Regions from separate parts of the Ovis aries genome. Here all the other regions are linked to region 2. A link is a contact called in public Hi-C data. All regions are on one chromosome and are shown on one strand. The core of a region is the stretch at or near the end of the contact, and the rest is flanking DNA. Distances in the headings are between cores, read along the strand shown.

What was found. A called contact is a pair of places that touch in the nucleus more often than the background predicts.
Region 1: a Hi-C map of tail adipose tissue shows a contact between it and region 2, with 2.7 times the contacts expected there. The contact joins the promoter of CDC73 here to the promoter of RGS2 in region 2. A contact is called at or near these places in 4 of 16 Hi-C or Micro-C datasets (blood, liver, skin fibroblasts and 1 more).
Region 3: a contact with region 2 is called in a Hi-C map of tail adipose tissue, with 4 times the contacts expected there. The contact joins the enhancer-like site here to the promoter of RGS2 in region 2. A contact is called at or near these places in 3 of 16 Hi-C or Micro-C datasets (hypothalamus, skin fibroblasts and tail adipose tissue).

The regions. Positions count from the first base shown.
Region 1 is chr12:11,320,227-11,323,253 of ARS-UI_Ramb_v3.0, reverse strand. CDC73 (cell division cycle 73) reads left to right here and starts at 1,457. Exons shown (of 17, transcript XM_027976263.3): 1 at 1,457-1,810. The coding sequence starts at 1,680.
Region 2 is chr12:11,624,269-11,627,388 of ARS-UI_Ramb_v3.0, reverse strand. RGS2 (regulator of G protein signaling 2) reads left to right here and starts at 1,341. Exons shown (of 5, transcript XM_004013586.5): 1 at 1,341-1,479; 2 at 2,497-2,598; 3 at 2,700-2,761. The coding sequence starts at 1,370. LOC105611804 (a long non-coding RNA gene) reads right to left here and starts at 1,176. Exons shown (of 8, transcript XR_009595661.1): 1 at 914-1,176.
Region 3 is chr12:11,989,317-11,992,730 of ARS-UI_Ramb_v3.0, reverse strand. No RefSeq gene overlaps it. Among named protein-coding and RNA genes, the nearest start is that of RGS1, 99 kb to the right of the region's middle. Within about 2 kb of position 1,755, at least 1 of the 54 cell types and tissues checked has an H3K27ac peak or open chromatin away from gene starts, as enhancers often do.

The DNA of each region.
Region 1 (3,027 bases), core at 208-2,707, 300 kb after region 2:
TCTACCGGTGCCTTCATTTTGGACTTCCTAGCCTTCAGAACTATCAGGAATAAATCTGTCTATAGGACACCTGGTATACGTCATTCTCTTGTAGCAGCCTTAATGGACCAAGTCATCGTTTGTGTGGGAAACAAAGTTCAGCATCTTCTGAGGAGACTCTAATGACTCTCCTAATGTATCATAAAACCCTGACTTCCTTGAATTCCTCTGTGGTGAGATAGTCAAGTAGTACTGGATGCTCTGATACAAGTATAAATAGAGTAGATAGTACTGGGGATAAATAAAAAGGTTATTTTTAACATGTTTGGGGTGAAGTTTAGGAAAATTTACAGAATAGTCAAAATTTCTCAAATTCAGCTGCAAAATGGCTGAAGAGTGAATACAGAAAAGTGAACCACATTCTACAGATCTCTCTGCAGTGCACATAACGAAAATTGCTTTCTTTCAAATCGGGTAAAAGAATTTGGTTATGTCAATCACAAAGTCGACTTTTTTCCTTTTCTGCTATAGTAAGACATTTTTAAAAAATGGCCCATGGGATATGTTTAAGGTAGACATGCCACAGTAAACTGAATTTATATCAATAAACTGAGCTTGTGTTCTCTAACTCTCCTATTAGCATCTCGGAAGACAGCTATTAAACTGTAGCCCCTTGAGGCTGGCCAGGAGAAGGGGACAAGAAGGAAAAAGCCACCATCTAAGGAACTGAGAAGGGGAAGATCCAATATTTATGATTTTTTGATTTGCCTGATGCTTTTAGCTTCCATGTTCTCCATTAACCAATTGATTCTGTGAGAAGGTGTGTAACTTGACTGAGGTCAAAAGGCAGCTAACAAACACCAGTGCCCCGGCATTGATCTTTGGCCTAGGCGAGCCCACTAAAAACACAAAATAAAAAATAACCCCCAAAGCAACATCTTTCCCCAAACACCTTTCCCTTCTACAGGGGTTTATCAAGAGGCCATTTGTTAGGTGGGTCCAACCTCGTCGGGACGGCAACCTTGGCTCTGCAAACCTCTCACCAGGCTGCAGCCTGGTTAAAGGAGAGACCACACTGCACTGGCCAGCGGCCAACACTGCGGGCCCGTCGAGGAGCACCCATTGCGCGCTCTGGGAACTGACGTCCCAGATTCCCCGCGCAGGTGCGCGCGCACCTGTCGCCTGCCGCGTGCGCGCTGCGCGTGGTGGGGCGAGTCGGGGGCGGGGGAAAGGAGGATGAGGTCCGTGCTCCCGCGCGTGCGCCGGGCAAGGCTCCCCCGTACGTGCGCCGTACGTGGGCGCTGCGTCCCCGCGCCCTATGAGTTGCGGGCCGGGAGTCGGCCCCGCGCGCCAAGTGGGAGTCTGGGAGGGGCGTTTCCCGGGCGGGCGCGGCGCCCCCTGGCGGCGGGCGGCGGCGGCGGCGGCGCGCGCGGTCAGGCGTTCTCCGCGGGCAGCCCGCGGCGGGGCCTTGCCTCCTAGCGCGGGGTCCTCGGCGGCCTGGGTGGCTCCTTCCCCCGCTGCTGTCGTAGGCGCGGACGGCTGCCAGTGCGACTGCAGTTGGCTCGCGGCGGCGGCGGCGGCGGCGGCGGCGGCCGAGGCAGAGGGGCGGGGGGTGGGGGGGCTGAGGCGACAGGCGAAAGGGGCGGCGGGCGCGGCGGCGGCGGCGGGGCCCGGGGCCGGCGGCGGCGAGGGGGGCGAAGATGGCGGACGTGCTCAGCGTCCTGCGACAGTACAACATCCAGAAGAAGGAGATTGTGGTGAAAGGGGACGAAGTGATCTTCGGCGAGTTCTCCTGGCCCAAGAACGTGAAGACCAACTATGTGGTTTGGGGGTGAGTCTGTTGCGGCGGGGGGCAGGGCTGGGCGCCCCGGGGTCCCCCTCTCTCTCTCCCCGAACCCCTCCCCCCCGCTCCCCTTGCGGGTTGAGGAAAACGGGTGCTCCGGGGAAAAGTTTTCCCGGGAGCAGAAGTTGCAGCTCGTCTGTGAGGAGGGCGCGGGAGGAGCGGCGTTCGGAGGGGTCCCTCCTCCGCGGCTCCGTGTGGAGGTCTCTGCCCCTGTGTGTGGAGAGCCGGCCGGGTGCATAGGTGCATATAAAGGAGCGCCCCGCCGGGTCCTCGGGCGGCTCTTTTTGTCCTTTAGTTGTTGTTTTTTAAAATCTCTCTCGGAGGCTCTTCTGCGATGGTCTCTGCTGGCCCTTTGCAGCTCCTGGTCGGTTCCGTCTCCTTTCGCGATTCCCTCAAGCAGAGAGAGAAGGGAACCCACTCCGTCAGGTTAGGACGGGTAAGATTTCGGCGACCTGGGACAAGTCGTCGGAATCTGTTGGAGGTGAAGGCAGGGGTCTCCCTCAGGGAGAAAGTTCCTGCTGAAATGAAGTCAACTTTGCCATTCTAAGTGGGGAACGAATAGAGTGTGCGATTGTGTGGGAAATGTGTGTGAAGAGTGTGTGTCTGGGAATGTTGATCCCAGTGAGGGTTGCCCGAGTGTAAGTCCTTAAGGAAGACACCCGAAGGGAGATCTGAAACCTACACGGGAAAAGTATCTGAAAAAGAATAGATATATGCATATGTATTTCAAAAGAAAAATAGGTCTGATCATCATGAGGGGCTTTTTGAGTGAACCCTTCCTCTCTCAGTGGCGTTTCATTTGGATAGCTAGAGCCCTAGACGAAAACTTTCATACTTATTTTGCTTGATTGAATGGGAGCAGTGGGCTTTAGGAAGAGTTGATGAAAAGCTAGGGGAAGTTTAGTTCCTTGGGTTTTATTTATTTAATTTTTTTGGCATCTTGGGCTGCTTATGGTTTAATTAGCTTTGTGCAGATGGGTAAAATCATTCTGAGTTTTCTGGTTTTTTTTTTTTTTTTTCCTTTCAAAAGGAACTTGCACAGGCAGATTTACATTTTAAAAACAAATTAACAGCTTATGTGATGAAAAGTCTATTTGATTTGGGGAGTAACAAGCTGGAAGAGGTTAGGAGTCCTCTGCCCCACACATTGTGTAGGAGCTCAGCGCTGATTGGATTTTTAACTGATTGGTTTTTCTTTAAAAAAT
Region 2 (3,120 bases), core at 92-2,591:
GTTAGATGGCATCACAGACTCAAGGGACATGAGTTTGAGCAAACACCAGGAGATGAAGAACAGGGAAGCCTGGCAAGTTGCAGCCCATGCGACTGCAGTCAGAAATGACTTAGGGACAGAACAAAAGCCTTGCTGTTAATCTGCCTACTTAGATGCTTCAGGAAAAACCACCTGAATATTCCACTGTACAATTCTAATAACGGTATTTGAACTCAAGTCATTTTGGAGTGGCAGTTATCTACTTACCCTTACCAATCAAACCACTTAAATCCTGCTACAGCAAGATGATTTCTGACGAATCAAGACATTAAGCTTATTCAAAGAAGCTGTAAACGCCTCCCTCCCTCCACCCCCATCTCTCTTTTTTTGCCAATTAAAGTGTTCTGGCAAATTCTAAGCCAACTAAGAGTGACTCAGGAGGAAATCCTGCATGCTTGCTCTTTTACACTAAAATGATTCTGGTGCACGATAGCTGCGAGCTCGTGGTGTTTCCTTGTTAAGAGCTGTGATTTCTTTTTTTGTTCTGGAAGGAGAAGCAGCCAAGGACTCCTGAGAAATAAGTCTGCAACCCCACGGACCGACCCAGCCACGAACCTGCTGGTAATCAAAACCGCACACCCAGTTAAAGCACTTTCTCCTCTTCCCTCCCTGACCAATGTGCATTCCCCACAGAGCTCCAGGATGCTTGGGCACGCTGCAGAACAGATCACACCACTGCCCCTGGACTCTCACTGTTCCTCCCATTCTGTTTCCTTCCCCAAATTAAAAGGCGTCTCAAAGAACAGGTGAGGGTCAGTTCTCACATCAAGAAAGGAGGCGCGGAGCGAGGGCTTGCGCTCCAAAAACACATCCCCTTTTAAACCTAATTCAAAATAAGGTTACTGCATTCGGCTTCCCAATAAACAACCTTTACCTGCTTGGAATCACGGCTCCTTTGGGGGTCAGGAGCTCTGGAGCGCGGGGGAGGGAATGAGACAGGGAAGAGGCGGGGAGCGAGCGCCCCCGCCGTGCCTGCAGCCAACCTGGCTCCCTGCCCGCCACGGCCCTGCGACCCCACGGCCGGCCGCCACGACTGGGCAAAGGTCGCCTTTGACCGTTCAAAAGGGAATTTTCTCTGACCCCACACGAGGGCGGGCGTCCGGCCCGACTGCGCACGACGCCCGGGAAGCGGACGTCAGCGGGCCCCGGGTTTCCAGACCCTTCGGCGGCGCCCGTGACCGCGCGGCCCGCGGCCGCCGTCGGCCAATCGGTGCCCGCCGGGGGAGGGACCGGCGCCGTGAGCCCCGCCTTCGCCCTGCCTCCAATTATATAAATACGGGTGCCGGCGGTCCGGTCTCCCCAGAGCGGCGTTCCCAGGTGGAGGGAGATAATGCAAAGTGCTATGTTCCTGGCTGTCCAGCACGACTGCGGACCCATGGACAAAGGCGCTGGCACCGGCCCCAAGAACGAGGAGAAGCGAGAGAAGATGAAGCGAACCCTGTGAGTGCGGCTTTCTTCCTCCCTGACTGGCCGCCCCTGCGGACCCAGCTGTCCCGGGCGGCTGCAAACGCGGTACACTCGCGCTGGGCATGGGAACTGGGTAGCCTGCCTGCATCTCTGCAGGAAAAAAAGAAAAAGAAAAAATGTGTGTGTGTGTGTAAAAGGTTAATTTGTGAAGTTACGTTTAAACCTGTGTGGTGTAGGTATTTATTGAAGGACTCGGGTAGAGTTTAGAAACTGCAGAAAATTCTTGATGCAGGGGCGGAGATAGATGCTGGTTGGCTTTTTGTCTCCCTGCATCGAAAATGACTTCGGAGAATCCTGCAGCCACGCGCCCCCGGCCTTCTTGAGAGGCACCGTAAATTCTGATCTGCTTACACGACTGCTGGGATGGAGATATTTTTGCTGATCCTAGATATACTTTTAATTTTTTTTAATTGAACAGCAAGTCTCACCCACTCAAGAGTGTGGAACAAATAATTGTTCTGCATCACCTTCTTAAAATGAGTGCTGAAGTTGGGGGAGGGGGCGGTCAATCTCGCACACACACTTCATTGTGCACAGCTTCTCGGGTGGTCCCAAGCCCCCTGCTCTGAGAGCAGAAGGAAAACGAGCCTGGGCTGGCTCAGGGCAGGTCCACTGTGGGCTTCCTCAAGTGTGAAATGTCTCAGAATTGTAATTAACCGTTGCAGAAAAACTGGCTGCCTTTTGTGGGCCAGAAATAGCATCTGCCTTTGAACTATGCAAACTAAATTCATTAAAATACCCTATAATTGTAGGTCGTCCTATCCTTACTTATAAAACTAATAATTATGTTCAGATGAGTGGATGAAACTAGTGTGTTGAGTACTTAGATGCTGGATTAAAGGAGTAAGACTGACTGGAGGAGTTGTTTTGTCTTATTTGGCTTGTCTATAGCTACTGGGGGCGACTTTATTTGGTAAAAATGCCTTCAGCTGCAATGGCAGTTTCAAGTGTTGCTGCTAAGTGAGTATCTTTTTTTTTTTTCTTTTGTAGATTAAAAGATTGGAAGAGCCGTTTGAGCTACTTCTTGCAAAATTCCTCCTCTCCTGGGAAGCCCAAAACTGGCAAGAAAAGCAAACAGCAAACCTTCATCAAGTAAGTTGAAAATCTTGTGCTTGCCAATATGCACAGCTCACTGCTGAGCTGAAGAGGGAACCTCTGGCTAGCAGGAGCTGATGTGCAGACTTCTTTTGCAGGCCTTCTCCCGAGGAAGCCCAGCTATGGTCAGAAGCATTTGATGAGCTGCTAGCCAGTAAATGTAAGTTAACCTCTTGAATTGGATCCATTTCAAGTATCAGGAGAGTATGGTTTGGTTGTGTCTACACAGCAAGAGCAGCTTGCCCAAGGAGAGTTTGACTTTACAATCCCTGTTCCATGGGGCCTATTTTTCTCCTTTATTTCCCGGTGATTAACCAGGGAAATGCGTGGCTTTTTCACTCTAGGTGGGGAGTGGGGGGAAATAGCCCCAGATTGTAATGGCAGTTGCTGTCTCTTAAGGTTGAGTCAGCTTTTCCATTGCAAACAATGTTTTCAAGCGGCTTCATTCCCAAAGAACTTATGGCTCCCCTATCAGTTGTGTTAACAGCAAAGCTAAGTTTATATTTTTGTAGTAGTGTG
Region 3 (3,414 bases), core at 506-3,005, 360 kb before region 2:
ACAAGGTAGTGACGCCGTGCTAGCCTTGTTTCTGATGTGAAAGGAGATTGTCAATCTTTCAGCATTACGCACATGTGCTAAGGGTTCAGCAATTATATTCATCTTTTTAATTTAGCAAGTTTCATTTTACTAATAATCTTTTTTTGACTGTGTGTTTCCTTTGTTTAATCTTCTGTGGTATCATATTATTTTGCTCCCTTTATATCTTCAGATTTAACTTGTTGTTCCTTTTCCAAAATCTAACATTGAAATGGAGACTTGGTTTCCAGAATGACTTTTAAAATATATGCATATACCTTTCATTATAAATTTCCAATAAGTATGGAAGGTGAGTTGAAAATAATCAATTTTAATTATTCAGCCTGAAGTTCCCAGTGTCTTCATTCCAAAATTAAATTCTTTAATAATTTTATAAATATTGTGTAGATTAAAATCATTTTCCTAAATCCTTAGACTTTGCCCTTCCTAACTTTCCATGTCTATTCTCCACTTTGGGGTGTGATATCCAATAAAAAGGGCTTCCCTGGTGGGTCAGAAATAAAGAATCTGCCAATGCAGGAGATGCAGGTTCGATCCCTGGGTCAGGAAGATCCCCTGAAGTAGGAAATGGCAACCCACTCCAGTACTCTTGCCTGGGAAATCCTGTTGACAGAGGAGCCTGGTAGGCTACCGTCTATGGGGTCACAAGAGTCAGACATGACCTAGTCACTAAACCGCCACCATCCTATCTCAAAACACACTGGATGCCTTCGCTACAGTTCTAGTTTTGGGGACACTCCACAGCATGGCCCGGCAATGGCGGTTCACCCCATGCTTCGCAATCAACACAACACTTGATCTGCCTCTTAGCTCCTGAAATCCCATTCTATGAAAATTTTCCTCACAATTGTGGTTTTCTGGTTTGCTTATTTTACCATTTTGTTTTGTATTTCTCTGCATCTTAATTTAGAGGATATCAGGGTTCTGAATGTTTTAAAGAGACGAAGTCTGTATCCACCTCCCGATCAAATCTCTTTGGTTTTTGGGTTTACACAGGTGAACTGTGATTTCAGTCTACAACAGTGCCAGTGTTTGTTTGGGCTTCTCAGGTGGCTCAGTGATAAAGAATCCACCTGCCAGTGCAGGAGACTCGGGTTCAATCCCTGGGTTGGGAAGATACCCTGGAGAAGGAAATGGCAACCTACGCCAGTATTCTTGCCATGGACAGAGGAGCCTGCAGGGCTGCAGTCCATGGGATCTGAAGAACTCAGTTATTCAGTTACAACTTAACAACAATGTGGCTTTTGTAATTTTGTGGCTGCATCATTTGGACCCTGTGAAATGGGGAGATGAACTTTCTTAATCCTAAAACTCCACCCTCCCCAAACCATGGAAGGTAAAACCAGATGAAACGAACTGATAATTCTCATAAAAGGGGTGAATTATCTGGCCTGTGGCACTTCCTCAGCCACGTTTTTAGGTTATGCAACATTTAACTTGGTTGTGTTCCGTGAGTATAGCTTGGTACTCAACCTGATCAGTCCTCTAACTTTTGTTCCAGATCACCATGGGGACACAAGGTGAGAGGGTGCATGAGTCAGCACACACCCACAAACCCCACTAGGAAAACATCTCTAGCCATTTGAGCAAGCACCACTAATCATCTTAGTAGATGGAAAGCTTCTTAAAAAGTGACTCTTTTCAGATGCCAGCAGAGACCAGACTACCAAAGAACTAGCATGGCCCACGCTTTTCAGATGGAATGACTAAAGGGAAAGGCACTTCATGCAACCCTAAATAAGGAGAATTATCCACTGTTGGCAGTTTCTGGAAGAAGCAATTCCTTGGGAACAGCTCAGATCTTTAACTGCAAAGCAATTCATCCAGTGTGTTGCTCCATATCGCACTGTTATCAGACAATCACACCACCTTTCTCAGCATTCCTGGGGCAGATGAAGATCACCAATCTCTCACTGCCTGACTGTCCTGGAAATAACTGGCCAGGCATATATGATTGGTTACTGTGTATGTTCCCTGAAGGCAAGAATTGCTCTTGGCCAAGTTATAGGCATCCAATACAATATAATAAATGTGCTGTGCTTAGTTGCTCAGTTGTGTTCGAATCTTTGTGATCCCATGGTTGGTAGCCCACCAAGCTCCTCTGTCCATGGGGATTCTCCAGGCAAGAATACTGGAGTGGGTTGCCATGCCCTCATCCAGTGGATCTTCCCAACTCAGGGATCAAACCCAGGTCTCCCGCATTGTAAGCAGATTCTTTACCAGCTGAGCTACCAGGGAAGCTCTATATAATAAATAGATACTGAATTATATTGAATTATTTGGGCTTCCCAAGTAGTGCTAGTGGTAAATTGGGCTTCCCAGGTGGTGCTAGTGGTAAAGAATCCGCCTGTCAATGCAGGAGACTTAAAAAGCAGGTTTGACCCCTGGGTCGGGAAGATGCCCCAGAGAAGGGAATGGCAACCCACCCCAGTATTCTTGCTGGGAGAATCCCATGGACAGAGGAGCCTAGTGGGCTACAGTCCATGGAGTTGCAAAGAGTCGGACATGACTGAGTGTCTGAGCACACATTGAATTATTTATTTCACAATGAATCAATGTACACTATTTTGTGAACTCTTAAAGTGAAATGCTTATAAAAAGATGTTTTATAATGTTTCATAATGGAGGATTAGGACCATTTCCAAAGTCTGCTATGTCACACAGGCTACCACTCAAGGGGGAAAAAAAATGGGATTGCAATACAATCACACTACATTAAAAAATGTTAATGATGATCATAAAGCAAACGCTTCCACAAAAATAGTCACCACAAACTCAGTGATACAGCCCTGAGGTCGTTTACTAACAAATGATCAATGAGTATCAAGTGAATAGTTATGAACATCCAAATGTTCACAGAAAATCTATTTTCCTCTCCCTTTTTATTTTGAAAATTTTGAAATCGACAGAAAAGTTGCAAAAATAGTAAGAGGAAACACCCATATGCTCTTTGTCTGGATTCCTCAGTGTTAAGATTTTGTTGTATTTGTTTTTGTGTGTGTGTGTGTGTGTGTGTGTGTGTGTGTGTGTGTTTGTGTCTGTGTGTGTGAATGTGCACACATTTGCTGGCCCATTTGAGAATTTAGTTGCAGATAGCATAAGACTTCATTCCTAAGAATGCAGGAATTCTCTTATATAATAATACAATTATCTCACTCAGGAAATACAACATTAATACAAGGCCATTATTTAATGCATGGTTCATTTTCAAATTTTCCCAATTATACCAATACTGTCCTCTGTTTTTTTAATTTACTTTTCCTCTCTGAGCTGCAACCTAAGGTCACGCATTAAATTAACAGGTCACATCTCTCCAGTAACCTTTAACCTGGGAGAGTTCCTTAGCCTTCTTTAAAGTTCATGATGTTGGCATCT